Regions from separate parts of the Mus musculus genome. Here all the other regions are linked to region 1. The links are chromatin contacts, called in public ChIA-PET, HiChIP or PLAC-seq and promoter capture Hi-C maps. All regions are on one chromosome and are shown on one strand. Each heading gives the region's core, a stretch centred on a gene start, on an enhancer-like site or on the middle of the called end of the contact. The rest is flanking DNA. Distances are from core to core; before and after follow the strand shown. Region 1 holds the start of Rmnd5a (required for meiotic nuclear division 5 homolog A). Region 2 holds the start of Ptcd3 (pentatricopeptide repeat domain 3). Region 3 overlaps Reep1 (receptor accessory protein 1). Region 4 holds the start of Rpl34-ps1 (ribosomal protein L34, pseudogene 1). Region 5 has its middle 10 kb from the start of Gm38827.

What was found. Promoter capture Hi-C pulls out the DNA fragments that hold promoters and counts their contacts. ChIA-PET counts read pairs in DNA pulled down with a chosen protein or histone mark. HiChIP or PLAC-seq counts read pairs in DNA pulled down with a chosen protein or histone mark.
Region 2: a contact with region 1 is called in an RNA polymerase II ChIA-PET map of memory CD8 T cells, with 49 read pairs. The contact joins the promoter of Ptcd3 here to the promoter of Rmnd5a in region 1. A contact is called at or near these places in 4 of 39 promoter capture datasets (the C10 cell line, hippocampal neurons, liver and 1 more), 5 of 484 Hi-C or Micro-C datasets (CD4 T cells, double positive thymocytes and embryonic stem cells) and 4 of 115 datasets of contacts at active chromatin or transcription factors (astrocytes, large pre-B cells, memory CD8 T cells and 1 more).
Region 3: an H3K4me3 HiChIP or PLAC-seq map of embryonic stem cells shows a contact between it and region 1, with 4 times the contacts expected there. The contact joins the enhancer-like site here to the promoter of Rmnd5a in region 1. A contact is called at or near these places in 8 of 39 promoter capture datasets (the 3T3-L1 cell line, the C10 cell line, cranial neural crest and 4 more), 1 of 484 Hi-C or Micro-C datasets (embryonic stem cells), 8 of 115 datasets of contacts at active chromatin or transcription factors (the SCID.adh cell line, T-cell acute lymphoblastic leukemia, embryonic stem cells and 1 more) and 1 of 9 other capture datasets (embryonic stem cells).
Region 4: a contact with region 1 is called in a promoter capture Hi-C map of the SN4741 cell line, with 2.7 times the contacts expected there. The contact joins the promoter of Rpl34-ps1 here to the promoter of Rmnd5a in region 1. A contact is called at or near these places in 6 of 39 promoter capture datasets (the 3T3-L1 cell line, the SN4741 cell line, cranial neural crest and 3 more), 1 of 115 datasets of contacts at active chromatin or transcription factors (neural tube) and 1 of 9 other capture datasets (liver).
Region 5: an H3K4me3 HiChIP or PLAC-seq map of the SCID.adh cell line shows a contact between it and region 1, with 9 read pairs. The contact joins the enhancer-like site here to the promoter of Rmnd5a in region 1. A contact is called at or near these places in 9 of 39 promoter capture datasets (the 3T3-L1 cell line, 3T3-L1-derived adipocytes, the C10 cell line and 3 more), 5 of 484 Hi-C or Micro-C datasets (CD8 T cells, double positive thymocytes, embryonic stem cells and 2 more), 18 of 115 datasets of contacts at active chromatin or transcription factors (the SCID.adh cell line, T-cell acute lymphoblastic leukemia, bone marrow-derived macrophages and 10 more) and 1 of 9 other capture datasets (macrophages).

Annotation. Positions count from the first base shown.
Region 1 is chr6:71,437,627-71,443,315 of GRCm38.p6, forward strand. It overlaps Rmnd5a (required for meiotic nuclear division 5 homolog A), which reads right to left and starts at 3,011. Exons shown (of 9, transcript NM_024288.2): 1 at 2,372-3,011. The coding sequence starts at 2,513.
Region 2 is chr6:71,905,580-71,911,268 of GRCm38.p6, forward strand. Ptcd3 (pentatricopeptide repeat domain 3) reads right to left here and starts at 3,183. Exons shown (of 24, transcript NM_027275.3): 1 at 3,055-3,183; 2 at 2,215-2,267; 3 at 2,074-2,110. The coding sequence starts at 3,161. It overlaps Polr1a (polymerase (RNA) I polypeptide A), which reads left to right and starts at 3,474. Exons shown (of 34, transcript NM_009088.3): 1 at 3,474-3,660. The coding sequence starts at 3,584.
Region 3 is chr6:71,767,522-71,773,210 of GRCm38.p6, forward strand. It overlaps Reep1 (receptor accessory protein 1), which reads left to right. Exons shown (of 7, transcript NM_178608.4): 4 at 5,667-5,689. Among named protein-coding and RNA genes, the nearest start is that of Mrpl35, 53 kb to the right of the region's middle. Within about 2 kb of position 2,755, at least 10 of the 459 cell types and tissues checked have an H3K27ac peak or open chromatin away from gene starts, as enhancers often do. A contact at or near this core is called in the SCID.adh cell line, T-cell acute lymphoblastic leukemia and embryonic stem cells, where this site is marked.
Region 4 is chr6:71,122,175-71,127,863 of GRCm38.p6, forward strand. It overlaps Rpl34-ps1 (ribosomal protein L34, pseudogene 1), which reads left to right and starts at 2,415. Exons shown (of 1, transcript NM_001199350.1): 1 at 2,415-2,827. The coding sequence starts at 2,436. The coding sequence ends at 2,789.
Region 5 is chr6:71,161,416-71,167,104 of GRCm38.p6, forward strand. No RefSeq gene overlaps it. Among named protein-coding and RNA genes, the nearest start is that of Gm38827, 10 kb to the left of the region's middle. Within about 2 kb of position 3,321, at least 18 of the 459 cell types and tissues checked have an H3K27ac peak or open chromatin away from gene starts, as enhancers often do. A contact at or near this core is called in the SCID.adh cell line and T-cell acute lymphoblastic leukemia, where this site is marked.

The DNA.
Region 1 (5,689 bases), core at 1,761-4,260:
AAGCCTTAAAGTAGAGGGGTAAACTCTGCTTTCAGTAGGCACACCTTTGAAAGGAGCAGGTTTAAGATTAAATATAATATCCACTGCCCGTCACCTGCTTGAAACTCTAACTTAGAAATTAGTTGCTTCAAGAAACCCGCAATCATTTCTGAGTTCGAGGCCTGGTCTACAAAGTGAGTTCCAGGACAGCCAGGGCTATACAGAGAAACCCTGTCTCGAAAAACCAAAAAAAAAGAAGAAGAAGAAGAAGAAGAAGAAAAAGAAAAAAAGAAACCCGCAATCAAATACCAAAGCATGTTTATCTTTATCTTCACTCAAAAGAAACAAGACTGCCTTAAGAACCTGACCTAATATCCGTATGTATTTCTTTCGTGTTTAACTACTTTTCATTACTTAATTCTAGTCAACTGATTAAAGGAAAATAACAGATGCCACAGAGGCATTGTTACACAGAAATGTTTAAAAAAAAAAAAAGAGGCTGCCAATCAAGAACAAGCCCCACTACCTGTTATAACAGCATGGTATATACACTGTGCCTACTACCCCTCACACCACAGGCTTTGTGAAACATTCCCTTACTAGCAAAGAGGCCTAAAATCCCTGACCTGGCAATTTTTACAATCATTTTAACCATCTGGAACTGACTGCAACTTCCCTAAAACAAACCTCACCACCACTTCTCCTCTTCCATAATCACTCTTCTGGAAAGGACTCTGTTCTCTATCTTTTCTCTCTCAAGCAACCCCTCAATCTCTGACCTGGTCCCCCAAAAGGGAGTATTCCTTCTGCCTCTCCAGGTGTAGGCCCTATGTTCATTCTCGTCCCCTACTGGCTTTCTCCTTTTCGGTCAAAAGACAAAGATGTCCTCTGGGAAAGGGGGGTGTTCGGTGTCTTTAAGCCCTGAGCTAGGACCACCTTGGATTGACTGCCTTCTACTTCGGTATGCACTATTTTTTTCTTAGCCTGAAATAATCTGGTTTGTCCACAAAATGTCAAGTACCAGCTAAGCAGCTCTCTTTTTATCCTTTTCTGCCCTTTTCATTTCTGCTCTACTTTGGTTGTGTTTAGAGCCTAAGATCTTTCATCTCACATCCTATGATCTCCACTGTCCTTCTAGAAATATCTGAAAACACAGAGGGGCACACTGGGAATCCCAACACTAGAAAGATGAAGACAAGATTATAAATTCAAAGCTGGCTTGGGCCACACAGAGAGATTTTACCTCAAAACACCACAAGCAAAAGAAAACAACCAATTTTAGCTCACATATATTCCAAGAATATCTATATCTATCCATATATGTGTGTATGTATATATGTAATATATATATATATATATTATATATACACCTCACATATATTCAAACCCTTTAATCTCATGAGTCAAAATTCAACAGATTTTCTCACACCCCACCTTATTCTGTTAGCATCAAGTATACCATCACCATCAATTCAGTCAAATAATCTTTTCGCATGAAGCCATCAACATGTTTTGCATATATTTATACAGCGTTCCAAAGTGACAGCTGTGTCAGAAGTTGTCAGACTCCTTTACCAGGGAGGAGCAGTCACCCACAACTGAAGTGTTTGGGAAATAAAGGTGTAGAGGAAAGGAGAGGAGAGGCAGGGCTAACACTGCCTTAATCTCACCTGCTACATCCTCATTTCTCCCTGACTAATAAATATCCCTTTAATTTCTGTTCAGCCCACAAAACTGACAAGGGCCCGGACTCTTGAGTAAATCCATAATATTACAAGTCCTTTATCTCTCATTCAGAAAGAGTCAGCATTGTGGCTCCAAGGTACCAGACCTTTAGTGTTATTTTTAAAACACAAAACTCTTTCTCAGAGTTAGCCTTGGCATCTGTGGTACAAGACGTAGGGCCACTGATGAAATAACGTAGGCAAAACACCTTCTACGGAAAAGCTGTTTTCTGAAAGGATTATTAACAAGTACAAACTGGACTAGGTAAGTAACTAGCAACTCGACATCTGCCCGGTCGGACTGTACAGAGGCTACAGCAGGGACGCTGAATGGTTTAAATCGGCCGGCTTCCTAGGAAGAGTTTAGAAGAACTGCCTGCCCACATCAGTCCAACTCTGAAGTTGCAGCAGCCGATGATGTAGAAACCAACCCACAGCTAAGAACGTTAAACTAAGAACCATCAGGGAGAAAAGTCTGCGAGGCCGAAAACTAGACAAAGTCCTGCGCAGACCCTCGTTATCACTCGCACACCTGCGGCCCGCAGGACCCCGCAAGACCCCCAGCCCCGCCCCAGGCCACCGCGTTTCCGGGCGGGTCGCCGCGGCCTGGGGACCAGCAGACGCAGCGCAGGGCCCCGACCCCCGCGCGCCCACGCGCCCGCCCTCACCGTGGCTCTGCAGGATCTCGTGCTTGAGGCCGCCGGTGTAGTCGATGAGCTCCTCCAGGCCCCGCTCGCACAGCTGCCCGTAGCCCGAGAACTTGTGCAGCACCTTCTCCAGCTCGCGCTCCACCGTCACGCACTGATCCATGCCGGAGACCGCGGCGCTCGGCTCCCCGGCGCCCGGGGGTCCGCAGTGGTTCGGCCCGGGCCCCACCGAGGCCGCGTCCTGCTCCTCCTCCCCCAAGGCGGCGAGCGGGCGGCGCGGGAGGCGAAGGCAAGACGGGCGCGCTAGCCGCGGCGCCGGGGGAGCCCCGCGCAGCCTGTGCCCTCCCGCCCCATGGCGCCCCGGCCCCGCCGCTCGCGCTCGCTCGCCCGCCCTACCCGGCGCCGCGTCTCGCCCCGGGCCCCCCTGGCTCGCCGCGTTCGGCCGCCCCTCGGCGGCGCCGCCGATTGTTTTTGTTTTCACGGGAACCGGCCGATGACCTGGTTCTCCCGGGCGGCACCAATAGCCGCGGCCCGGGAGGGGGTCGAGCCTCCCTCACGAGCGGAGGAGGCGGCGCGGGCCGTACCAATCGCGGACTCGGCGAGGGGTCAGGGGGAAGCAGCGGGCGAGCACGGGCGGAGGGCGCGCGGGCGTTCTGAAGGTGTGGGCCGTACCACGCGGGAGGCCGTGAGGGAGCGCGGCGAGGGCGGGGCGAGGGCGGGGCGAGCGACGCAATTGGCCCGCGCAGCTGAACAGGGAACTTTAGCGATAGCGTCAACTACGCGGCCGGTAAACAAGAGGGTGGAAACCGTCCCCGGATGCTCCGCCCAGAAGCAGAAGAGTGACCAATCGACGCGGGGGTTAGGAGCGAGACAAACATCCTCCAATCCTGGGCCGAGGCGTAAAACTTCAGCCAATCCAGACTGAGGAGCCAAACCAATGCGCTCGCTGTTGGAGGGGGGTTGGCTTGAAGAGCGGAGCTTGGCGCTTCTACTGGGAAGCCGCGAGGGGAAACATGACAGCAATTAACGGGGCTGTTTTCTCCAGGATTTCGCCCTGATTGCAATTTGTGTTTTCTCCGCATGGAATTTTGGCCGGAGTTTCGACTGAGAGGCCCACCTCCGGGGCCAAAGGATGTCTGTCTGGCCGCCTAGTGGCGGAGGGCCCGGGCGGGGTCACTAACCCGATGGAAGGTGGTAGCTCTTAGAGGGATGGCCCGCGCCCAGCGTTGGCTCGTTCTTGACGCCCCTCGGCCTGCAAGTGGCCTTCCCTGTCGCCTTGTCCACGTGCTGGGCATCTTGGCGGCGGTCACGAACACGCGTGGGCGAGCTGAGCAACCTGGCCCTTGCTCCTTGCCCTTACCTTGGCGTAGGGCTTTTGCCCTGGTTTACCACGGGGTTCTGGCCTTGGCCTGTGCCCTCTTGCTCACCAGGCTTCTACCCTACTAGCTTTTCGTCAAGTCCCTGCCTCACAGCCTGGGCCTGGGAGAGTCCGCCTTCCTGGGCCTGCAGTTGCCAGCTTGCTTGCCTGCTCATAGCATTCCTACTTCCACCATGGTTGTATCACCTCTGCCTCCCCGAATTTTCTCCATCAATTCATTGTATCTCTTACAGCACAATTTTTTTTTTCTCTCACACATCACTTGTCAAAGTCTAAAATAATAATTGTTTGGAGTTTTGCTTGTTTTGGTTGCACCACTTAAGTAATACTATGAAGGGTAACCCCTTTTGTTGTGGCCTGTTTGTTTCTAGAACACAGCCAGCACCCTGGTGGACAGTCTTTCTTTTCCTTTAATTCAGGTGGTAACCTTTTTAAAGTTCAATTTCCGTTTTTATAATGTGGCAGCTAGTGGGCGGGTGGTTATATATGATGGCCTTTAGTGGTCCTGGATATTTGGAAGTTCAGCTGATGGTATTTCAGGGCTCCTTTCTGTCCCTCATCACGCCATTTGCTTTTAGTCCTCTTTCTTGGCAGATGGCCCTGATTCCTACTTCTCGAAAATAAAAAACCTTTTAGCTCCATCAATCTTGCCATTCTCCTCAAAAGGTTTTCTAGCTACCATCCATTTTGTGAAAATACTCAGGCATCCAAAAGAAGAAAGGGCCCTCTTCCTTTGTAAAACAAGCCCGAGGGTGCCTGGCATCATCTTACTGCTGTCTAGAGCGTCCTTGCCTGGCTGTACTTTAGTTCTTCCTGCTTGGGGATGGAGTGGACCTGACTTAGCAACCTTCACTTGACCCCTCTGAAGCTGTTTCCTTCTTTAGCTGCCACACTGCACAGACAAACCTTGTTCTTCCCCTTGAACCAAGGATCTCCTTGATAGTTTCAGTCACACCCACACTCTCTCTCTCTCTCTCTCTCTCTCTCTCTCTCTCTCTCTCTCTCTCTCTCTTCTTCCCCTTTTTTTTCCTAGAAGTTGTTTGAATAACTAAATAAATGAGATAATCCATGTAAGACCTTCAACATAATGCCTGGCGCATGTAAGAGCTATTCTTTTTCTTTTTCTTTCTTTTTTTTTTTTTTTTTTTTTCGAGACAGGGTTTCTCTGTGTAGCCCTGGCTGTCCTGGAACTCACTCTGTAGACCAGGCTGGCCTCGAACTCAGAAATCCGACTGCCTCTGCCTCCCAAGTGCTGGGATTAAAGGTGTGCGCCACCACGCCCGGCTGTAAGAGCTATTCTTAGCTACCAATCAGAAGTAATGACTCTTCACTAACTGCAGTTTCAAATCCAGTGAGCTGCATGATGCCCAGTGTGACCTGTCACAGCCCCATCCTACTACCCAGCACTGTTACTCTCAGTGTGAGCCGAGCACGGCTCATTCATGCCAAGCCCCATGCTGATTACTTATCATAAGCTTTCAGATTTTTCTCTTCCAGCAACAGGACAAATTCTATCTATTGATAACACCTGAGTCTGCACAGATACACAAAGTACCAATCCCAGGTAGCTACTTAAAATTCATGTGAAATCAAAAATTCAGTTCCTTAAGTGTACTAACCACATTTCAGATTCTCAGTAAGCTACGGTGACTAATCAGGATATCTCCCTCCATGGTGAGAGGTCTAATAGTGCTGATTGAGACCATGACCACAGTAAAATTACTAGGACTTCATGCAACATGGACATGCCCCATAGTTTAGTATCTAGTTGACTACACCTTGTGTGTTGGCCTGGCTAATCTATTGTCAACTTGGCAATATTAGTTATTTACAAAAAGGAACCTCAACTGAGAAAAACTCTGTCTGTCAGGCCACCTGTAAGCAAGGCTAATAACTATTCTCTGGAAAGACCAGCTCACAGAGAGTGTGTGTCACCTCTAGACAGGTGATTCTAGGTTGTC
Region 2 (5,689 bases), core at 1,933-4,432, 470 kb after region 1:
CAACCCACTTAGAGCACCTCTGGCCTCCTGCTAACTATCCAAACTAACGGCTCTTACCTCTACCCTGGAACAACTAAAGCAAAGCCACTACAGCGCCTCGCTTGTATCCTTACTATGGTGCCTGATGTCATATTGTGATCCTACCCAACATGATTTTCTTATCCCCAGAAAAAAAATTTCTTTAGGGACAGGGTGTCATGCAGTCTAGGCTGGCCTGAAACTCCCTGTGCTGCTGAGCATGGCCTTAGACTTCTGGTCCTCTTGCCTCCCCATCCTTAGTGATAGGACAGGCACGTGCCACGACACCCAGTTTCAAGCACTATCAAGAACTGAACCCAAGGCTTCGATTGTTCAAGGCAAGTTCATTTTCAACCCTCCATTTCCAGGAACTTAAGTAGATTAAAACAAAATAAAACAAAACAACAAAAACAATCAAAACCAACTTGGTGTCACTTGGAACGTGTTTACATGGGTTTCTATGATCCACGTGACTATGCAGATGTAACTAATGCCTTTAAATGTTATAGATAGCACGTTATCTAGACTGTTTCAACCTGCTCTAGAGCTCTTTGGGTACATATGCAAGTATTCCTTCTGCGTGGCTAGCCAGTAAGATGCAGATACTTTCTTAAATTCTGACCCTATTTCTGCCCAAATTATTGTTCAAATTTGTTCTTCCATCAACAAATACTTCTGAGCACACACTTTCACTCTTTGCTAATATGGAAGATTTTAAATTGTGTTTCTTGTATAAATCCTAGGTAGGCTGCTTGCCCTCTTTAAAATGACCTCATAATCTACACTAACCCCCTTCACTGTCTTTATCATGTCATCCTCATGTAAGGAAATCCACAAAAAACTAAAATCTATTCACGTTTTCTATGGCATTGTGAGATGTGGAAGATCACAGCTTTAAAGGACAAATTTGTAGTCTGAAACTCTACCAAGCCTACAAACCAGAGGACCCTACACCATTTCTTTTTATCCACCCTACACCATTTCTTTTTTGGGAGGTGGGGTGGGGGTGGGAAAGGCAGGACTGTACACAATAAAACGTAAGATATATGTAAACAAAGTAAGCTGCAGTCCACACAAAATTTGACATTTTTAAAATATAGTTTTCAAGTTACTTTTTTTCCTTTAGCCTCTCTCCCCCAGCTACACAGAAAAATAAAAGCACTCGTAGCTTATAAACTGAATTTTTAAAGGCCTTGACTTGCTAACCGTTTCTTATTTCCTAACATTTTCCACAGGCCTGTCTGAACTATCACCATAATCAACAATCATATTACATCCTGCCTTCCTGCACTCTTTACCTAATACATCTCACAAGAACTACCAATAGGAAAAAGGGAAATTTTAAATAAGTGGCTGGCTGGCCTGGGACTCGTGACAATCCTCCAACTTCTGCCCTGAGTGCTAGGACTACAGGAGTATGTCACTACAAAACAACACTCAATATATACCTAAATTCTGTCTATCTATACGGGTAAAATTGCATACATATAGGACTATAAGATACAACACAGGCAGGTGACAACTAGATTGTAGCACATTGTAAATACTCTTCCTGTTGCATTTCTTGTCGTTTTTCTGGATATAGAGGTGTGCAAAGGGGCGTACGCTGGAATGCTGTATTCACAGGTAACCCAGTCCCTACTCTTAGCTCCAGTGCTCTCTCATCCCTATTCTTGTTTCTAAAGACAGGGCATTACTGTATGAACTCAGTAGGTACACTAGTCCTACTATGCAGAGATCCCTGTGCCTCTGCCTCCTGAGACTAAAGGAGTATGGTACCATGGTCAGCCACTGTTCCTATTCTTATGCAGGGAAACAAATGAATCTAATCATATTTATACAATGATATCAAATAGCCACTCCAAATGAAACAAAAGTACACCTAATAGTTCACTTATAAATTAAATGTATAGTTTACACATAAAATTATATAACAAGACTTAAAAAATAACAGCTAACATGGTATTTGTCTATGTGCTAGGCACTATTTAAATCCTTATGTTTTATTTACAGTAAATACCCAATCACCTGGTAAGTGAATAGCAAAATACTCACCATGTTTTCTTTTTTGGAATGACTATTTCTTCAATCCCTTATGTAGAAAAAAAAATAAAAATAAACAATTTTCTAACAACACAAAGAAATACAATGTCTTTTCATTTTTAAAAACTTCTATTTCCATAGTTTTAAAAATACCTGTTATATCTGATCCTTCAACCTTTGGGAGGGATTCAGTTCCAGCATAAAATCTGCATTAAAAACAAAACAACAAAAATCCCACTGTTAGCACTGCTCCCTGATGGCCTCAGCTCAGCTCCTACCGCTAGCTCTGCTGACTCAGCTCCACCCGCATGCACACATTCTGAGCCACATTTATAGAGGCATTTAGATGTAGTGTAAACTTGTAACCCAGTTTTATTTATTTTTTTGTATTGGTCCAAAGACATCGTATGAGCTAATTATCCACTCTACAACTGACTTAAAACCACCTCCTATTTCCACCAGGCCACTGCATGAAGGATGTACAAAGAAATTACATAAGTATTTGCAACACCACCAGATGGAAAGAATGGGGTCAGACGTTTTAAGGCTTTCTGCTTTTACTAAAGTCTTAGCTTATTCTTAGCTGAAGGTTCTCATAACGTTCAGTCCATACTGGTAATATTAGCCTGCCCTTTATTTGTGAAAGATCTGTTACTTTGCCCTTTCTTTTTTGCAGGGTTAAAATGAATAAGGGGGGGGGGTGATAAAGAAATTTGTGTAGGGGCTTGTAGCGGCACTCACGGAAATGTAAACTTCACGAGAACAGGGCCCTAGTTTAAAGGGTAATTTTGGCTATACATAGTATTGCAACCAACCAATAAAAATTTTCCGAAAGAATTCCCGAACTCGCAGATCTAAAGATCACTAAATACGACGCTACCTCGTGTTACCCTTGAGAGGGCCGGGCCTCGACCATACAAATGCCTTTGCATCTTACCTACTTTCACGACTCTCAGGGAAATGCAAGACCAAAATGACTCTGGGTCTTCTTACCTGCAACAGACCTTCGGTTCACACACACCCGTCCCCCGAGTGGTCTGCAGCAAGACAAGCCCGCTGCGAAAGGACAGGCGGCGAGCTGCAACCGCCGCCGCCGCCATCTTTGGACTCTTCGCGGAGCACGTCGGGAACGACCTCCGCCTCCAGGGTCGAGGGGCGGGGCTGGCGTGGAACGTCTCATCTCCAAACGGGTGGTCACAAGGTCCTGTTTGGCTAGACTAGCAGCGGAACGCTCAGTACACATCGTTCACCTCGAATAAACTTACTTGAAATGCTGTTCTAAAGTCTCCTGTGTAATTTTGCTTTTAAACTGAAGGAGGGTTTTGAGACAGTTTTCTTCCACTCCTTACCCACCCCGAAAGCAAAAATGAACTCGTCCAAGCCAATTTGCCAAGCCGCGGTTCTCGCACGCAAGCGCAGTGGAAAAACACATGGTGGCTCTGCGCTACAAGACTCAAGTGGCGTTCTCTGCGGCTGACTGGAACTTCTCTCGTAGTGACGGACCTCAAAACTGACTCGGAAGATGCTGGCCTCCAAGCACACACCATGGAGGCGGCTTCAGGGCATTTCCTTCGGAATGTATTCGGCCGAAGAGCTCAAGTAAGGAGTTAGTGGGATGCGTGTAGAACAGGGTTGTGGAAGTTGGAGCTGGGAACTACGATTCCCAGAAGGCTTTGAGCCGAGCCAGTCCGGGGGCGGCGGGGTCGGGGTGGGGGGTGGGGGGCTGGCTGCCTAGTGCTTGCTTGCTGGTAATGGGAAGGAATGCGCTTGCTGCATTTTCATCTGTTCATCTTCCTCATTAATCAACTAGTTTTATGTCATTTATAATCACATTACATCACACGCTTATCAACTTCCTAATTAGTCTCCTCTGGTCCAAGCGATGATGAACTTTTAAATCTTGGATCAAGACCCTGGCTATGAAGTCCTGGGGACTCTTCTCTAATGCTTTTTGATCACGATAGCATACACGCTTCTTAGACTCCCATTAATAACTCAACATGCATTAAAAACTCCCAGCATTGCCGGGCAGTGGTGGCGCACGCCTTTAATCCCAGCACTTGGGAGGCAGAGGCAGGCGAATTTCTGAGTTCGAGGCCAGCCTGGTCTACAGAGTGAGTTCCAGGACAGCCAGGACTACACAGAGAAACCCTGTCTTGAAAAAACAAACAAAACAAAACAAACCCTCCCAGCATTCAGGAGACAGAGGCAGGAGGATCTCTGTGGGTTCGAGGCCAATCTGGTCTTACAGAGTCAGTTCCAGAGCTTCGTGGACACAGAAAACCCGTCTCGAAAAATAAAAAAACAAACAAACAAAAAGGTAGACCACACTGGTAACATCAGCACTACCCCCTCTAGGACACATCTTGCCATTGCAATCTCCATATGTAATCAGTCAGTCTTCATTTCCCTGCCCCTGCCGCATGGTAACCACCTGTCTACTTTCTATTTCAGTTATTCTGACTGTTCAGGCCCCTATTCAAGTAAAAGGAGTCAGTCAGCCCCGACTTCTTGTAACTGGCCAATGCATTTAGCATACTGTCCTCAAAATTATAGATAAATAGATCAGAACTTCCTTCCTTTTTAGGGTTAAGTAAATAGAACATGATATAGATAGATAGATAGATAGATAGATAGATAAATAGATCAGAACTTCCTTCCTTTTTAGGGTTAAGTAAATAGAACATGATATAGATAGATAGATAGATAGATAGATAGATAGATGTGTGTGTGTGTGCGCGCGCGCGTACATGCCGATTCATCAGCTCATCTGCTGATGGACATTTGGGCTATTTCCAATTTTTGGCAATTGTGAATGAGGCTTCTATTAAAGTGTGTACACACCCAGACTCAGAATTCCTGGTTTAGACATTAATGCCATTTTTAACCTTTTGAGGAAGTTAATTCAGTTTTTCATAATTTCAGCACCATCGTATGTTCCCATCAATCATACATAAAGACTCCCTCTTCTCCAAGTCCTTTCTAGCTGTGTGTTTGGTTTGTGTGTTTGTTTTGATCATACACTGATGGGTTATGGTATCTCACTGTGGTTTTGACTTGCAATGATTTGAAGAATGCACACATCTTTTCATATGTTTTTGAGCTTTTGTGAATATTCAGTGGCACTATGAATATTTAAGTCCTTCACCGCCTGTGGTTTTTAGGAACAGCAAGGGGCCAAGGTGACTGGAATAAAGTGAGGTAGAGACCAGGAACCCCCACCCCCAACCCCCATGTCATTTTAAGGGCATAGCCTTTACTCCGAAGGAGATGGAAGGCTACCAGTTCTAACTTGACTAAAAGGAGCATTAATTGTTTAGTGCCAGATCCCAAACTTTCAGCACTGTCTCATCAAGGGAAACTTTTGTAGGACGGCAGTTCTCAACCTGTGAGTTCCGAGCTCTTTGTGGGTCAAATATCAAACACTTGCATTGCAATTCATAAAAGAAGCAGAACTATAGTTATAAAGTAGTGATGACATAATTTTAAGTTGGGGGTCACCACAACATAAGCAACTGTATTATGCAGGTTGCAGCATTAGGAAGACAGAGAACTACTGTTGTGGGTTATAGAAAGTATCCTTTTTCCAAGAGCAGACTCCTAGGAAGGTTGTGAGGGTGATATTTGC
Region 3 (5,689 bases), core at 1,505-4,004, 330 kb after region 1:
CCTGCTCTGCCTATGCCTTTCTACCTGCACCTCTACAAGATTTTTCTCAATGGAACAAACACATGTATAAATGGATCAATCAACTGACCAGTCAGCAGAAACATATCTCAGGAAATTCACAGAGCAGGGCAAAATGGAAGGGCACTGATGGTGGCTAAGAGGATAAAGTCTTGAGATTCCAGTGTGACTGTCAAGAAGACACTTGACAAAGACAGGAAGGAGCTTCCTTCTCAGTGACTCTGGAGACAAAACTGAGCTTTAAAATCAGGGAACTTTACAGGCAGAGCTTGTTGAGAAGGAAGTGTAGGCTGGAAGTAAGGAAATGGAACCAGGACTGGGCTTATCCCGGGACAAAGAGGAAGGGCTGGATTTCCATTCGTGTGCACCGTTTGGAGAGGTAGATTAGGTCTGTTCACTCTTCCTTAGCCACAGAACAGCTTGCTCTGCCTGTAAACATCCTGTCCTTGAGGAGGGCTTATCTCTGGAGCTTTTGCCCTCACACACCAGCATCCCTTGCCACTTTAATGTCCTGGCCCTGTGATAAGGATGGGCTGCCATGGCTAGGAGCACACATGGGAGACCGGGAGTGTGGAAGAACCCACAGGCAGCATTGTCTTCTAAGGATACTTCAAAGGCCCAGGAACTTGCCTTTTGTTTCACTCTCTCATCTTACTTTCAGAGACTTCATGATGATCTCACCCTAACTGACTTTCAGAGCACCCCAGTTTTGAGCCTAAGATTATTTGGGAGCACTGAGGAGTTGGAGAAGAACGTATACCAGTCAATCATTCATTTTTAATTTTAATATATATTTAGGACTATGTATATATGGGAGTATGTATTCCAGAATGGCCTAGAGCTCTCTATATAACTGAAGATGACCTTGAACTTTTTTTTTCTTTCCATTTTTTATTAGGTATTTAGCTCATTTACATTTCCAATGTTATACCAAAAGTCCCCCATACCCACCCACCCCCACTCCCCTACCCACCCACTACCCCTTTTTGGCCCTGGAGTTCCCCTGTACTGGGGCATATAAAGTTTGTGTGTCCAATGGGCCTCTCTTTCCAGTGATGGCCAACTAGGCCATCTTTTGATACATATGCAGCTAGAGTCAAGAGCTCCGGGGTACTGGTTAGTTCATAATGTTGTTCCACCTATAGACCTTGAACTTTTTATCCTCCTGCCTCCACCTCCCGGTTGCTGGGTTTACAGGTGTACAGCACCTTCTGTGCCAGGATGGAGGAACTCATGCATGCCAAGTAAGCACTCTACCAACCAAGCATCCCTACTCCTTAATTTTGTTTGGAGACAAGGTTTTGGTGTATAGCCTAGGATGGCCCCAAACTCATGATCCTTCTGCCCCAGCGTTTCGAGTGCTAGGACTTACAGGCAACTGTCACCATGCCCATTACACTACCCCTGACTATCCCAAGCCTTTCGAGGGCTTAAGGGCTGAAGCCTGGAAGTACATCCTCCTCTTATCCCTCCTCTTATCTGAGCTCTTCTACAAACCATTGATCACCCTATGCCTGGGTATCATCAAAGCAGTCTCCAACCCCACAGCCTTTAATCCCAATCCTCAGAAGGCCGAGGAAGGCAGAGCTCTATGAGTTTAAAGCCAGTCTAATCTACGTAATGAGGCCTGTGTCAAGGGAGGGATGGAGGGAGGGAGGGAGGGAGGGAGGGAGGGAGGGAGGGAGGGAGGAAGGAAAGAAGATAGAAGGAAGGAAAGAAGAGAGGGAGAGAGGCAAAAAAGAAAAAGAGACAAACCAGGCTCCATCACCAGGATAGACATGACTGCCTAATAGTGGCCTCCTATACAGTCTAGAGCTACTTGGTATCAGGTTGGGGACAGTGCTCAAAAGGCAGACCTACTGGCCACACCAAACACTGCCACCTGAATCTTCACTGTACTATGCTCTGTTGGTCTGCCTAGTGAAGGCCCAAGGAATGAACCAAAAGGTCCAGAAACAGGAAACTTTTTATTGTTGCTTTTTAAAGGTATTAGGAGTGTATTTGCGTGTGAGAGAGTATACGAATGTGTCTGCACTCGTTATAGGCATATGTGAAGAAGGAGTGTCAGATTCTCCAGAGATGGAGGTGTAAGCATTTGTGAGTCTCCCAGCATGGTGCTGGGAGCCAAACTCCGGTCCTCTGGGGAGCAAGGGACATCTTTTCAGACTTCTTGCTGAAGCTTTTAAAAGCTGCATCAGTGTGGGTGGATGGATTATGCTAAAAAGATTCTAAAAAAAAACAAGTGATCTATATAGCAAATGGTTCAGGGAATCAAGGTAGGCTGGGCAGTCCAGAGGGGCCCCTGGGAAGGTCAAATAGACATATGTATTTCCTAAATGCTAATGCTGTAGCCTGGGACAGAGGCTCTTAGTTGGCTGTGCAGTGAGAATGTGGTTACTCAGATCTAAATGACGGTTTCCTGCTATCTACAAAGTGCATACAGATCATCCACTCCTGAGTACCCGGACCATAGCCTCACTGGTGTGCATACAGAGAGAAGCACATACAGGGAGGTTTGCTGGAAGCTTGGCTTATGATGGATGCTTGTCATCAATCTCTTTCCCCGGGAGATGCTTACACATGTATAGGAAGCTATGAAAGAGACGGGAGCTTTCCATGTTCTGGTATGAGATGGTCCCCAATGTATACTGTTGATTCTGGGCAGATTAGGGAAAGCAAGGTGTCGGGGGTATAGAGAACAGAGAATGCCACCAACAGGCAGTTAAGGGAATCACAGGTACCCACCTGATTGAATAGGCCTAGCCCAATAAAGATTAAGAAGAGAGTCTAGAGGGCCTGGGTGGGAGGGAAGCTCTGTATGCTCTCGGATTCTTTAGCATTTCTTAACTATGCGCATGCATGACCTACTTTTTAAAAATTTCTTTTACACAATAACTAGGAGAGCTCTAGTGTGATTGATGGCTGTCCTTGGGACTGTCTGTGTTTCTTAGGCTGGTATGTGAACTTGCTGGATTCAGTAGCTTTCCCCTTGGACTGGCTAATAATTTGTCTTCAAAACAAAAGTTCCTCCATTCTTAATGAGCGCTGTGTCCCACTCTGGGGGTGGGGAGCATCGATCACGCCTCCCCTCTTTCAGCCCTGGTCTTTTGTAGCTGTGAAAGATGAACCGACTTTGCCGGGGAAGAACCCCACCCTCACCCCAGTTACTGGTGAATATTCAGGAAGAGCCTGCTAAAGCCAGAAAGCAGAGGGGCTTTGGTGAGGTGGGCCGCTGTCTGAGGAGAGGGAGCTGTATGAGTTTGGAAGGGCTCTGAAATGACTCGCTAGGGGTTGCTTTCATTTTTAGCTTCTTTCATCTGGGAAGGATGCCTGGGAAAGACTTACTTTTTGGTCCCTCAGACTAGCGTAAGAGACCCTTTTACCCACCGCATCTTATTTTAAGTAAGGATGTCTGGGGTTTGTTTTAAGTAGGTGTGGTCAGACTTGAGGACCTGAAAATGGCTGGCAGGAGGGAGATGTTTGTCCACATCAAAGATCCCTAGTAATAGGAAGTGCAGCACCACACAAGGCCACTAGGGGAGGTACCAGGATGGTTCTGGAGGCAGAGGCTTGCTGTCAGCATGGTTCCGTGAGAAGGATTTGGGTTCGCTATTGTAAGTGGTTCTGAGAGATAGGAGCATCTCTGGCTATCTGGTCCTGGTATGGGGAAATGCAAGCATATGCACAGTGGCTGAGAGTGTGAGATCCTGCAGGCTCTAGACTATTGACCTGCATGTAAAAGCTAAAGGTCTTTGAGCATAGACCTTTTCCTTACTCACCAGCCCTTTCTCATTTCCAGGGTCGGGAGGGTGCTAGAGAGAAGGCTCAGCAGTTAAGAGTGCTTGCTCCTCTCGCAGAGGACTAGAATTAGGTTCCCAACACTCATGTTAGGTGGCTCACAATCTCCTGTAACTATAACTTCAGAGGGATCTGACGCCCTCTTGTGGCCTCCAGAGTCACTGCACTCACATGCATAAACCTACACATAGATACACATACACACAATTTAAAAGTAAAATATTAGAAAAAAAAAGTAAGAAAGTTCAGAAGGAGCCTGTGCTAGTACTGGGAGCTCTTTCTTGGCTAGATCTAGGAAGTGGCTTACCCTGGCGAGGACACTTCCTCCAGAGTCAACAAAGCCTCGAGATGCTGTCAATGCAATTGTGCAGGTTATTCACAGCACCAGCTAGAGACTGGAGAGGTGGGGTTGAAATCTGGGTTAAACTCTGCTTACCACACCATGGCCCCAGTGATCTGCATCAACCTGAGGGGCTTGGCTTTTCCATTTTTTCAAAGACTTGATGTAGAGTAGAAGAGACACACCAGGACACTTGTCTCAGGTTGATGTTATTTTATCAGTCAATCTCTAACTGGACCCCTAAATTCAAGGACATCTGACTATTTCTCCCCCTTCCCCTCCCCTCCCCCTCTTCCTCCCCTCATATCTCCATCCTCTTTCTCTGTGTCTTGCTGTTTCTGAAGGAGGGTGTGTGTGTGTGTGTGTGTGTGTGTGTGTGTGTTGGTGTTTCTGTAGGTACACATCCATGTATTTATATACCAGAAAACAGCTTCAGATGTGGTTCCTGAGGCACATAGACTTTTTTGTTTTGTTTTGTTTTGTTTTGTTTTTAAGACAGGGTCTCAACGGCCTGTGACTCGAGTAGACTAAAGTGGCTGGCCAGTATCCTAGGGATCCGCCTGTCTCTGCCTCTCTACTGCTAGGATTACAAGTACACGCTACACCATCTGGCTTTTTTTTTTCTTTGTGACATCTGTGGATCACGCTCAGCTCATCACACTTGCAAAAGCAAGCGTTTTCCCAGCTCCACTCCCTCTTCAGCCCAAGCTGCCAGAATCTTGTCTCTGTCTGGAAGCTCCAGTATTGCAGGGAGTCTCTGCCACTCCTCCAACCCCCACCTTATATAAGATGGCACAGATAGGTGCAGTGGGGGCCAGTGTTTGTAGGACAAATGGATGAATGGGCCTGAGGGTGTGTGGGAGTCCAGCATGTATGTTATCCCTCACTCTTCTTTCTTTTGGCACACACAAAAAAGATTAAGATCTCTGCCTGACATTGAGTAGAGGAAGCAGGACTCCTTGGTAGGAGTTGGACTCCTCTCCCTGCCTTTATTGAAACAAGAAAGAGGTGCCTGGCCATTGTGGAGACACTGCCAGCTTCACCCTGCTGTAATTCCCCCTGGCCTGGCCTGGCCTGGCCTCTGTGTCTCCTGGCCACAAACAGTGAAGGCTGAATGACCAGTGCCCAGACACAGACTTGACCTTCTGAGTCTACAAGCTGCAGCTGGATCAACGTGCCAACCCCAGTTAGCATAGCCCTGCAGAAGCTGTTAGCTGCTGCCAGGCAAGGCCATGCTGTAACTGCTGAAGTGAGCCTGCCTTCCTGCTTCTCTTGAGAAACAGAATCAAAACGAAACACGAGTTGGCTTTTAGGGCGAGGTCTCAAGTGTGTAGAAGTGCACGTGTGTGCACATGCCTTCCGCAGGTGGAGGATGAGGACTCTGGGAACCTGGCCATACCTGTATGAGATGGGGGCATCCATGCCAACCCCGGTCTTTTTTTTTTTTTTAACAGGCTTTAAACAGTGCTGTGGAGAACCTAATGGAAGGTATATTTTCTTATTTTTCCAGGTTTCCATTCTATTATGAACTAA
Region 4 (5,689 bases), core at 1,165-3,664, 320 kb before region 1:
CCTGGGTAGGAAAGGGTTTATTCCATTTTACACAGTTAACCACCAAGGGAAGCCAAGGCAGGAGCGAAAGCAAAGGCCATGGAGGAGCCAATCACTATCTTGCTCTCCACAGCCTGCTCAGCTTGCTTTTTATATGAACCAGGACCAGCTGCCAAGCGGTGGCCCATTTCACATCAATCATTAATCAAGAAAATGCCCCACAGACATACCCATGGGCCAATCTGATAGGGCGATCCCTCGGCTGGGATGGCCTCTTCCCAGGTGACTCTTTCTCGTGTCATTCCCATACTCCAAACTTCCTTGAAAGTGGTCCTTCTAGCGTTTGAGGGGCAGGTTTTCAGTCTCTTCATCCCATCATTTAACCCCAGCTCCACCCACTTCAGCTCTGGGTTGGTTTGGCTAGGCTTGGACCATGGGAAGTGGCACTATTAAGAGATGTGGCTTTATTGGAGGAGGTATAGCCTTTTAGAGAAAGTGTGTCACTGTGGAGGCAGGGCTTTGAGGTCTCACATAAGTGCTCAAAGCTGACCAGTGTGTTCCGGACCCTCATGGGACTAACCTCAGCTCTTAGAATGACTAAAGTGTCTTTTCTGATGACCCCTGCTCTTATAGAATTCTCTCTCTCTCTCTCTCTCTCTCTCTCTCTCTCTCTCTCTCTCTCTCTCTCTCTCTCTCGTGTATGAGGGGGCATCTTTACCTACTTAGCTATCTCATCAAACCCCCCACCTTACCTTCCTCTTCAAATGTAACTAACCTGGCTTTAAATATGAGTCTTGTTATTTCCTCCCCCCAGGTACTGCTCATCTCAGGGAACAAAGGGTGTCATGCCCTCTCTGCTCCACCATCCTCATGGGGACAAGGTATTTGCATCTGCTCCATGTTTCTCCATCTTGCACCTATGCACCTATAGTTTGAGGCAGAGCCAGTCCAGGGGAGCTTTCTCTGGTAGCGTAAGGGCCAGAACCAGGTGACAACCATAGGAATGGAAGGCCATGGAGTTGAGACAACCTGCACTTAATCTGAATGTAGAGTGGTAGGGTCGTCGGCTTTTCCCAGGGGCTGTGCACACCAGTACTCTCTCATTTCCTCAGATTTGGAAGCTGGTGACTAGATACCTCCAGGGAAGTCCCCACACTACCATGACTGTTCCCTCAAGAATCCATACCCAGGCTCCTTCTCCAGAACCAAGTCTGTTCTGACTGACTGAGGGTCTTATCAGGAGAAATGGCTGTGCACACTGGATCTCATTTGCCCCACCCTGATGATCTGTGTACTAAGGCTAAGGCAGAGGTCCTGTCTGAGACTCAACTTGCTCACCTATAAGAAGTAAGGACTGAGAGAGAGATTTCTCAAAAGGGAATCCAGGAATCTAGGACTTGCTGACCAACCAGCTCCAGGTCAATGAGATACTGTGTCAAAAAAAATAAATAAATAAAAAATGACAGCACCTGAGGAACAACACAGGAGGTTGTTCTCTGGCCTAAACACACACACACACACACCACACACCACACCACACACACACACACTTCTCCAGCAGCAATGCATTTCATGTGTGTGAGTTTGTACACTATTTTTTTCAAATAATTTTCTAGATCCATCTGAATGACTTAAAAATCAAGTCACTGCATAATTTCAGTGTCTGCATTTATATCTGAATCCACAATCACCAGCCAGAAACTCTGTCACACAGGAGGCTGAGGCACTGGGCTAAGCTGGCTCTGAGAGAAGGGAAATGACCTCCCAGCTGCTGTGACTAGGGTGTTCCTGCAGCACAAATGGAAGAAAAGCTTATCAATAGACACCCACAATGATCATGTGCCGGGAGGACACTGCTGGAGTCCACCACAGTCTTGGTACCAGCACATGCGTGTTACACAGTGACAAGGTTATTTTGACTTTCTTGATTCTGTGTTTACGTCTGCTTTTCCTAGTTGAAGCAGTACGGAAGCGTGTCAGTAAGAAGTTTTACACCAGCTCTCTGGTGGTGGAGACAGGTGATTGATGGTTGTGGCTTGCTCCCTGCTAGCCTAGCTCCAGGTTCAATGAGAGATGCTGCCTCAAGGGAATATGATGGAGAGTCACAGAATGGGACACCTGACTCCTCCTCTGGCCTTTGCACAGACATGGGCTTGCTTACTGGGTCTCCCCATCTCCAGCTACTATTGCTCTCTCAGAAATCACAGACAGACAGACAGACAGACAGACAGACGGACGCACGCGAGGGCACACACACACACACACACACACACACACACACACGAGGCATATGTGAACTTTTAAAAGGAGAGAGAGAGGCACCAATAATAAGATGCAATACATTTTTTTAAATTTTTAAGTTATTTTTTATGGAATCCAGGACTTGCTGACTAACCAGCTTTGCTGCTTAGAAAGCTCCAGAACTCTTCCGGGGACGGTGCTCAGAGGCACTCAGGATGGTCCAGCGTTTGACATACCGCCGTAGGCTTTCCTACAACACAGCCTCTAACAAAACTAGGCTGTCTCGAACCCCTGGCAACAGGATTGTTTACCTCTACACCAAGAAGGTTGGGAAAGCACCTAAATCCGCATGTGGCGTGTGCCCAGGCAGACTTCGAGGGGTTCGTGCTGTGCGGCCCAAAGTCCTTATGAGACTGTCTAAGACACAGAAGCACGTCAGCAGGGCCTATGGCGGCTCCATGTGTGCCAAGTGTGTCCGTGACAGGATCAAGCGGGCTTTCCTTATTGAGGAGCAGAAAATCGTTGTGAAAGTGTTGAAGGCACAAGCACAGAGTCAGAAAGCAAAATAGATATGCACATTTTTTAAGTAATAAAAATCAAGACTTGATCTAAAAAAAAAAAAAAAAAAAAAAAAAAAAAAAAAAAAAAAAAAAAAAAGAAAGCTCCAGAACAATGAAAGAGCCTGTCTAAAAAAAATAAAATAAAACAGGGCAGAGCCTGCTGAACAGCACCTGAGGTTGTCCTCTGGGACAAGCCTAGATATGACTCAGTAGTAGAGCACCTGCCTAGCATGTGCAAGGTACTAAGTTCAACCCTCAAACCTTCAGGGTCCCCAGACTTCAGAAAATAAAGTCAGACAGGTGGTTTGCCCATGAGCAATGACAGGAGTGTGGTTGGATTGGCCAGCCCCACCTACTTTAAAGCAAGGACTTTGGATGTGTTCTGCTGCCCTCTGCTGGCTGGGAGAATTATTGCCAGGCTTTCCAGTGGATTTGGAAGGCTTCTTTTCCCCAAGGGAGCCAGAGAGTGCTCACCTTTGCTTGCAGGGTTGCTTACACGCTGCTGGGGTCTGAACCAGAGATACTTAAGCTGAATCGGTTTTACAAGCAACATGATCCCTGATGAGGAGTGAGCCTTGGATCAGAGACAATAGGAAGATAAGAGATGAGGGAGAAGTGACCCTCAACAGGTGGCCTAGCAGCCAAGCTCTGCTTTAAATCTTGACACTGCACCTGTTACAAGGCCCCCACACATGCATGTGTTTCAATGCCTGGCCTTTAGAGGGTGGGACTATTAGGAGGTGGGCCGTCTAGGAAAGCACAGCCAGGTTCTCACACAAAGCAAAGACAGGTGAGGGGGACCAGGGATAAAGAAAAGGGGGGCAAAGAGGAGTGGAGACTAGGAGGAGGCTGGAAACCCAAGGGAACCCCACTGGCTCTCCAGAGTAGCTTCAATGAACACTTCACACAGAACTCAAAGCCATCATCTCCCAGAATCCCAGTTGGCTCCTTTGTAAAATGGACTTGTCACACTGCCATCCGGATCCCATGAATTAATTTCTGTAAAGCAGCAACGGACATATTGTAGGTGATATTAGGAAAACGTTATGACCTCTTACAATTTGTTTACTTGTATGTATTATTATTGCATGTATACGATGTGAGTAGATTCTCTCCTACCACCTTTATGTGGGTTCTAGGGACAAAACTCAGGTGACCAGACATGTGCACAAGGGCTTTGCCTGCTGAACCACCTCAATAGTGCCCACAGGGCTCTTGCTCTACAAAAGTATCTGAAAATTGCCAAACAATTGTTCAGTGCCCAGGATGGTCTGTGCTGAGAGCCAGACTGATCCAAGGCTTTCTCAGAGGCCCCGATGAAAAGACAAAAGGAACCTAGTTCTCTGTCCTTGCTCAGGAGCTGACTTGGCAAGGACAGCCTGGGGCTGAGACCTGGGCCTCAAACGAGTTAGCTTCCGTTCCTAGGAACTTGCCTTCCCCCCTGAAAAGACTGGGGGTTATCATTCCTGAGACAGTGTGTGCTCAGTCTGTACTGCTCTTGAGGCACCTTGGGCTCCCCTTCTCCAACACTGCTTGATAAGCCTCATGTGACTTTGTCCCACTGTATTATAGTTTCTGCTGACTCTGTCCCTTATCTCCTCTGGAAATAGTGTATAGGATGCTGTACTTTCTAATAAGCTTGCTAGGCATAAGGCATAGCTTGTGCAAGACCTCCTGCTCACAAGCTTGATTACCTTCTTTATCTTCTAATATCCCGGTCCTCTCTCAGGACCCTGTCACTGAAGAAGGAGGTCAGCAGTGTGTTGTTGTTGTTCTTTTGTTTTGTTTTACAAAAGTTAAAGGGCTGGGGAGAGAGCTCAGAGGGTAAAGTACTTGCTTTGCAAGCCCAAGAACCTAAATTTGGATCCCCTGATCCCAAGTAAAGGCCAGATGAGGCAGTGTGCAATCCCAGCACTCCTGCAGCAAGACGAGAGGAAAAGACAGGGATCCCAGGAAGTCTTCAGGCCGGCTAGACTGCCCTAGGCAGCAGTGAACAACAGACCCTGTCTCCAACAGCACATGCACAAATGCAAAACGATAGTAAGACATAGTCATAGGTCTCAAGCAGTACGGTGGCCCCTGAGCATTTAATCTGTCACACTCATTTGGTAAGTGGCCCCTAGTGGTTCCATGTGTCTGATACTGTGGATGGTAGTATTCCAGGAACTGTGATGTGCTATATTGCCTGTAAGGGGTCACTATTGTTCCTTTAGCATGGCCCTACCATCCCCCACCCCAATAGGTCCAGTATTCCTATTCTTCCCTCCTGAATACTGGTTCTCAATGGCTATTTTTCTAGTAGTGGGTTCTCTCTAGCCTTCCCCTCAGGACTAGAGAGATGTAATCTGGCATGTTCTGGTGGGACACACCAATCAGATTGGTCCTGGATGGCCAGCACTCTCAGACCTTTGAGGGAAGATGCTCCTGAGGCCCAGTAGATGAGCAGCCATAGGGTGGAGCAGTAGCATCTTCTAGTGCCAAAAATATTTCCTCTACTCACTTCTGTCTTTCTAGAGGGAAGGTCACTATCCAAGGCATGGTGATTGCTACTGCTATTTGTGGGCCTGCATTTGCCTGAAATCTCTCCTGCTGCCCATAAGATCTGAGCCCAGTAACGTAAATAACTGAAAAGCTAGCTGGCTTGGCTGGTACACTGATGCCACCATGACTTTCTGTTCTCCACAACCTTCAATTTAGTGATCAACTTCTATCCACACCATCAGTACAGGTTTCCTTGCTCCCCTGCCTGCTCTGCTGAGCCAACCTGGTGCAGCAGAGGGATGTGACCCAGGCCTCAGCATCACCTCTCAGAGGCCAATGGGTCTACATTCAACCTACAGCTCTGATCTGCCCAAGAGCCGTTCAGAGCCTCCATCCAACTAACAGAGGAACATCCCCAATGCTTCAGC
Region 5 (5,689 bases), core at 2,071-4,570, 280 kb before region 1:
CCTGTAAAGAACTAGGGAGTAAATATACTCAGTACTATGTAACTCAGGCTTGATCGATGTATTGAAGGATGGCCTTGGACTTCTGATCCTTCTGGCACCACCTTCTGAGTCTGCTGAACGTTTGAAATGTGACAGAACCATTCTCAGCTGACCAACTATGCAGAAACAAGGAGCAGGCTGATTTAACTCACGGACCTTTACGATTCTAGTCCCTGCAATGGCAGCCTCTCCAGCTTTAGTTAGCCTGTGTTATACATTTTAGCCAATATGCTTAGCTTCTGGTTCCCCTCACAGTTTGAGAACCACCTCCTCCTAATTTGATAGCCCCACATGTCATCTCCCCCTGTCTCAAGTTTCACATGTAGCAGCCCTTGGAGATGATTTTCCTCCTGCTTTGTAAATGAGTTTCTTCATGCTCTTTCTCTCATTCTCCCAAATGTTGTAGAGTTTGAGGAACAGTGATCTTTTGTGAGGTGTGTGTCTAAGGAACAAGTTTCTGTAGTTTTGTAAAAACTCAGGGTATTTGAGAGGTGTTCAGCTGTTAAGAGCACACACTGCTCTTCCAGAAGACCAGAGTTCAATTCCCAGGACCCATGTCAGAGGGTTCCTAAAGCGCGCGCGCGCGCACACACACACACACACACACACACACACACACACACACACACACACCTAATAAAAATAAACCTTTAAACAAGTAAGAAAGAAATCAGAACTAGAATTTACATAGTGACTTGGATGAGGATGTGCCCTGTTTTAGAGTTTCTATTGCTGTGACCACTGTAACTCTTATAAAGAAAAACCTTTAATTGGGACTGGCTTAGGGTTCATAGGTTTAGTCCATTATTGTCATGGCGGGAAGCATGGTAGAATGCAGGCAGATGTGGTACTGGAGAGGTAGCTGGGAGTGGAACAGTGGCAGCTATAACAAATGAACCCAGTTCTCAGACACAACATTGGACAAGATGTGCCATTTCTGCCTGCATGGTGTCTTTTGGTAGCCAAGGTGGAGAGTGCCCCCAGGTGGCCTGGGTAAAGGACTGCCCTCTCCATGTTAGAGGTGACACTGTTACGTGTCCCTTGGGATATTTCACGCACACCCTGTAGCACACCGTGTCCCACTTGGAACAGTTCCAATCCTTCAGCAGAGCAGCCCTCTGCTTTCCAGCCCCACACAATTCCATTCCACTCTCACAGCACAAAAGCAGCCACAGTGTACAAATGGATGTCTGAACACTAAAAAAAATTATCTTTGTGCACCGGAATTTGAATGACTATGCTTCACATGCCATAAGATATTGCTGATTTTGACATTTCATTTTGAAGCAGAGCCTCGCGTAGCTTATGCCGGGCTTGAACTAACTATGTAGCCCAAGGATAGCTTTAGGCTTCTGATCTTTCTGGCACCACTTCTTGAGTCTTCTGAACATTTAAACCTGTCAAAACTACTCTTAGCTGACCAACAATATAGAAACATGGGGCAGACTGTGATAGGTTATTTCTCTGCCGGGGAAATGAGCCAATTCAAACCATATTTCTGTAATATCTTTGTGTCTTTCAAAGAAACCAAAACTCTCACTACACCTATGGGTGTATGTCCTGTGAACAAGAGACCCAATCACAAAATAGAAGGTGGTAATCAATATCTGTGGGCGTCCTCTGACCTTCACACACACGTGGTGACATTCATGTACCTATACTCATACATAAACACACACATACACATACACAACATACACAAAAATAATTTTAACTTGGGAGGCATAGGCAAGTGGATCTTTGTGAATTTGAGGCTAGCCTGGTCTACATAAAGAGTTCCAGGGCAGCCAGGGCTACGTAGAAAGACTTTGTCTCACCACCACCACCACCACCACCACTACCACCACCACCACCACCATCATCATCGTCATTTTCGTCATATTTTTATTGATTCTTTGTGAGCTTTACATCATGCACCCTGATCCTGCTCATCTGCCACTGCGACCTCCCCCACCAAAGGAAAGGAAGCTCACTGTGGAAGCTCTGGTGTGCCACACAGTATGCCCTTTTGCCCAAACAGCTTTGCTTGCAAATGTTCATTGCAATGAGTTATGGGGTCTGGTTAAAGGCTTCTGGCTTCTACTACAGTATAAATACTGGATCCTCATCAGGACTCTCCAATATCCTGTTGTTGCCCTGTGTCTTGGAGATCCTGTGGCTTTGGATCTGTATGACCGGTCCCTTCATGCACTTGAGCAGTTTATAGGTGGTGTGTAGTTTGGGTGTCATGGCTGTGAAGAGAAACCATGACCAAGGCAACTTTTACAAAGGAAAACATTTAATTGGGGCTGGCTTTCTGAGGATCAGTCTATTCCATTACATCATGTCGGGGAGCATGGCAGCATCTAGGCAGACATGGTGCTGGAGGAGTCAAGAGTTCTACATCTTGATCTGAAGACTCACTTCTACAAGCACTCAGGGGAGGCTCTCTGTTGGGGATTGGTTCTAATGCTTTGTCTTAATTAAGCTCCCAACATCACACAGGAACCATGTCTAGACGCTGAGGGTCCCTGTCCTCAATTGGTTTTTGATTGAACAATAAATATCCAGAGGCCAATGGCTGGGCAGAGGGACAGAGGCAGGATTTTTAAGGTTTCCAGGGAAGAAACACCCAGGAGAGAAGAAGGGATTCCTCCATGAGAGGGGCAAAGGAAGGGCCATGCCACGAAGGAGCAGAAGGGTAAGAGGACGGAAGTGTAGGTGCAAAGGGAAAGCGGTCCCATAGGAGGGCAGCCCAGAAGGAAACAGGGCAGCAAAGATAAAATATAGGTTCAGAAAATGTTAACTCAGGAATATTAGAGAGGAGTGTGTGCTAGCTGTGGGGAGGTTTGGAAGTGCCCAACCACTGAGCAAGTTAAGGCTTATTAAATATAAAGGGTGTGTGTGTGTGTGTGTGTGTGTGTCTTTTCAGTCTCAAATCCAGAGCTCTTGAGCAGGTGCAGAGCCGTGCGTGTACCTCCTGAGAGCACAGTGAGGTTTAACAGTTTACCAACTATAGCTCTCTTTCTCCACTGGGCGGAGCTTGAGCACTAGGAGCCCTCAAAGCCCGCCTACACAGTGACACACTTCACCTATTCCAACAAGGCCACATCTCCTAAGAGTGACACTTCCCAGAGCCAAGCATATTCAGATCACTGCAGACGGTGTAGATGTTGGTGTGGGCCAACTCAAAGCACTGATCTGGGCCTGGGTGGTAGCTGAGTTGGTCAGCAGTCCTGTTTTCCTGAGCCTGGGCCACTAGGGCCACCTCCTCCTCTTTGCTGAGGCAAGGGGCGGGGCCAGCTTTCCTGCCTGAGGCCAGCTTTCCTGCCTGGGGCAGCTGGTAAGGGGTAGACTGCCTCTTCTTCACTCCGGCCATGAGGAAAAGCTTCCAGATGCCTCCACCAACAAGGTCAGCTCTACCTGGATGCCAGGGCGAGGTGCATGGCCTGCTCTCACTATCGAAATAATGATACTTTTATTGTAGAGATCCCCAACTTATCACATGCTGAAAGCTTCTAGAAAGAGGACCTAGGTTTGGGATCTGGATAAACAGAGTCAGAGAATATAAGCCCAAGGGGAGGTATTAGCCTTCCGCCCTACCCCCGCTTGCCTGAAGCAACTGCTTCGTGTGCACAGAGCAGCCTCTCAAGAACAACCTATACCAACTATGTCTCTTAGCCTCATTCCAAGAGCACACACATTAAGCTGTACTTAAATTTCTCTTAACTTTTAAAAGTGCTTTTGCCCAATACCCTGGTTTGAGTTGTTAAATAGAATGTAAGCAGTGACAGTCTGAAGTTTATAAAATGTTGGACTATGTTAGAATCACAGGGTAGGTTGGACTCTCCCCCCTGACACACATCCTGCTGACATTAGCATGACATAAGAAATGTTGCTGGGGTCTCAGTTCCAAGTGTTCTTTTTCCTTCTTTCTTTCTTCCTTTCTTTCTTCCTTCCTTCCTTCCTTCCTTCCTTCCTTCCTTTCTTTCTTTCTTTCTTTCTTTCTTTCTTTCTTTCTTTCTTTCTTTCTTTCTTTCTTTCTTTCTTTCTTTCTTTCTGGGGTGTTTTTGTTGTTTTTGTTTGTTTGTTTGTTTCAAGACAGGGTTTCTCTGTGTAGCCCAAGCTGTCCTGGAACTCACTTTGTAGAACAGGCTGGCCTCGAACTCAGAAATCTTCCTGCCTCTGCCTCCCAAGTGCTGGGATTAAAGGCGTGCGCCACCACCGCCCGGCTCTTATTTCTTATTATCAGGCCATCTCCCCCATTCCTTTTACAGGGAAAGCTGACGGCGAGGACACCAGTATGATGGTCTGGAATGGCCAGTGTGACCATGGCTGTGAGATGTTTTGGCAGAAGTCAGCAAAGAAAGCAAAAGAGGCTGACAAAGGAAAGACTTCAGGTGAAAACAAGAGGGGCCCAAGTATGGAAGGCCTGCCCAAAGCTGATGTCTTTTTAACCAGTTACAGCCAAGGCAGGCCTGTGAGGAAAGGAAGCCTCCTGCTTAAGAAATCTTGATTCTGAATGTGGCTAATTCAATGCAAGGTGTTGAAAGATCCTCGCAGAATGTAAAAGGACACAGAAGCCCTGAAATTGGCAAGATAGACGTCAGTGTTAGCAGAACTAGCTTCACTGATTTAGAAAAATAGAGGTGCACAATGCTCTGGCCACTCCTTGAACCTGTGTGTCTGCCAATGTTCTGACCAGGTGTGTGCCCATTGCTGCACCTTCATTAGACTCTTTCCTTGTACCCCTCCCATACCCATTTCTTGAGAATAGACATTGTTTAGATCTGGAAATCCCCTAATCTCCCCCTTCTCCTTTCCCCCCTGAGGGCCTATAAAAACTGGGAACTCTTTTCTCTCGAGGTCGACTCCTCTGCCCCTGCGTGGGATATGAGTCGTCCCCAGAGCTCTGGCTTTCCCCGAATAAAGCCTCATGTGGTTTGCAACAAGCTCGGTCTGTCGTGAGTTCTTGGGTGTCCGCTATTGTCCTGAGGCCTGAGCGAGGGGCTCCTCTCGGAGTCTTTCAGTGTTAGTTTTGATCTTGTTCTGGTTATGTCAAGACGAAAAAGACAAAGTGGAGTCACTGACCAGACGTATTAGTGTTCCTCTTGCTTTAGAAATCAGTAAGGTTGCTGGACTTACAGGTAATGAATGGGAGATTAAAATAGCAGAAGAGACTTGGAGGTGTAGTTCAGTGGGTAGAGTTCTTGTCTAGTGTACATGGAACCCGGCATATCATAGACTGGGTGTGCTGGGGCACACCTGTAATGCACACTCTGGAGGTGGAGAACTAGAAGCTCAAGATCATTCTTGGCTATGCAGAAGAGTTTGAAGAAGGTTGGGGCACATGGGACCCTGACTGACTGCCTTAGCTCTTAGCACAAGCACATCCTACCAAACGTAGTGTCACGTGTAGTGTGCTCTTTTCTGTAGCTTGATACTGACATCTGGAATGTACCTTCTTGTTTTGTGTTCTGAAATAAATGGAAGTGGTTACATTTACTGACACTAGATGGCATCACATAGCCAATTATGCTGGCAACAGGTGTTTCATGGCCAGCCTGGGAACTGGTTTTGGTGAGTCAATTGGAGATGATGAAATTCGTGTAGAACTGTGTAGTCGTTCTCAAAATAGTGCCTGAGATAAACCCAGCAGAGAAGAAACAGA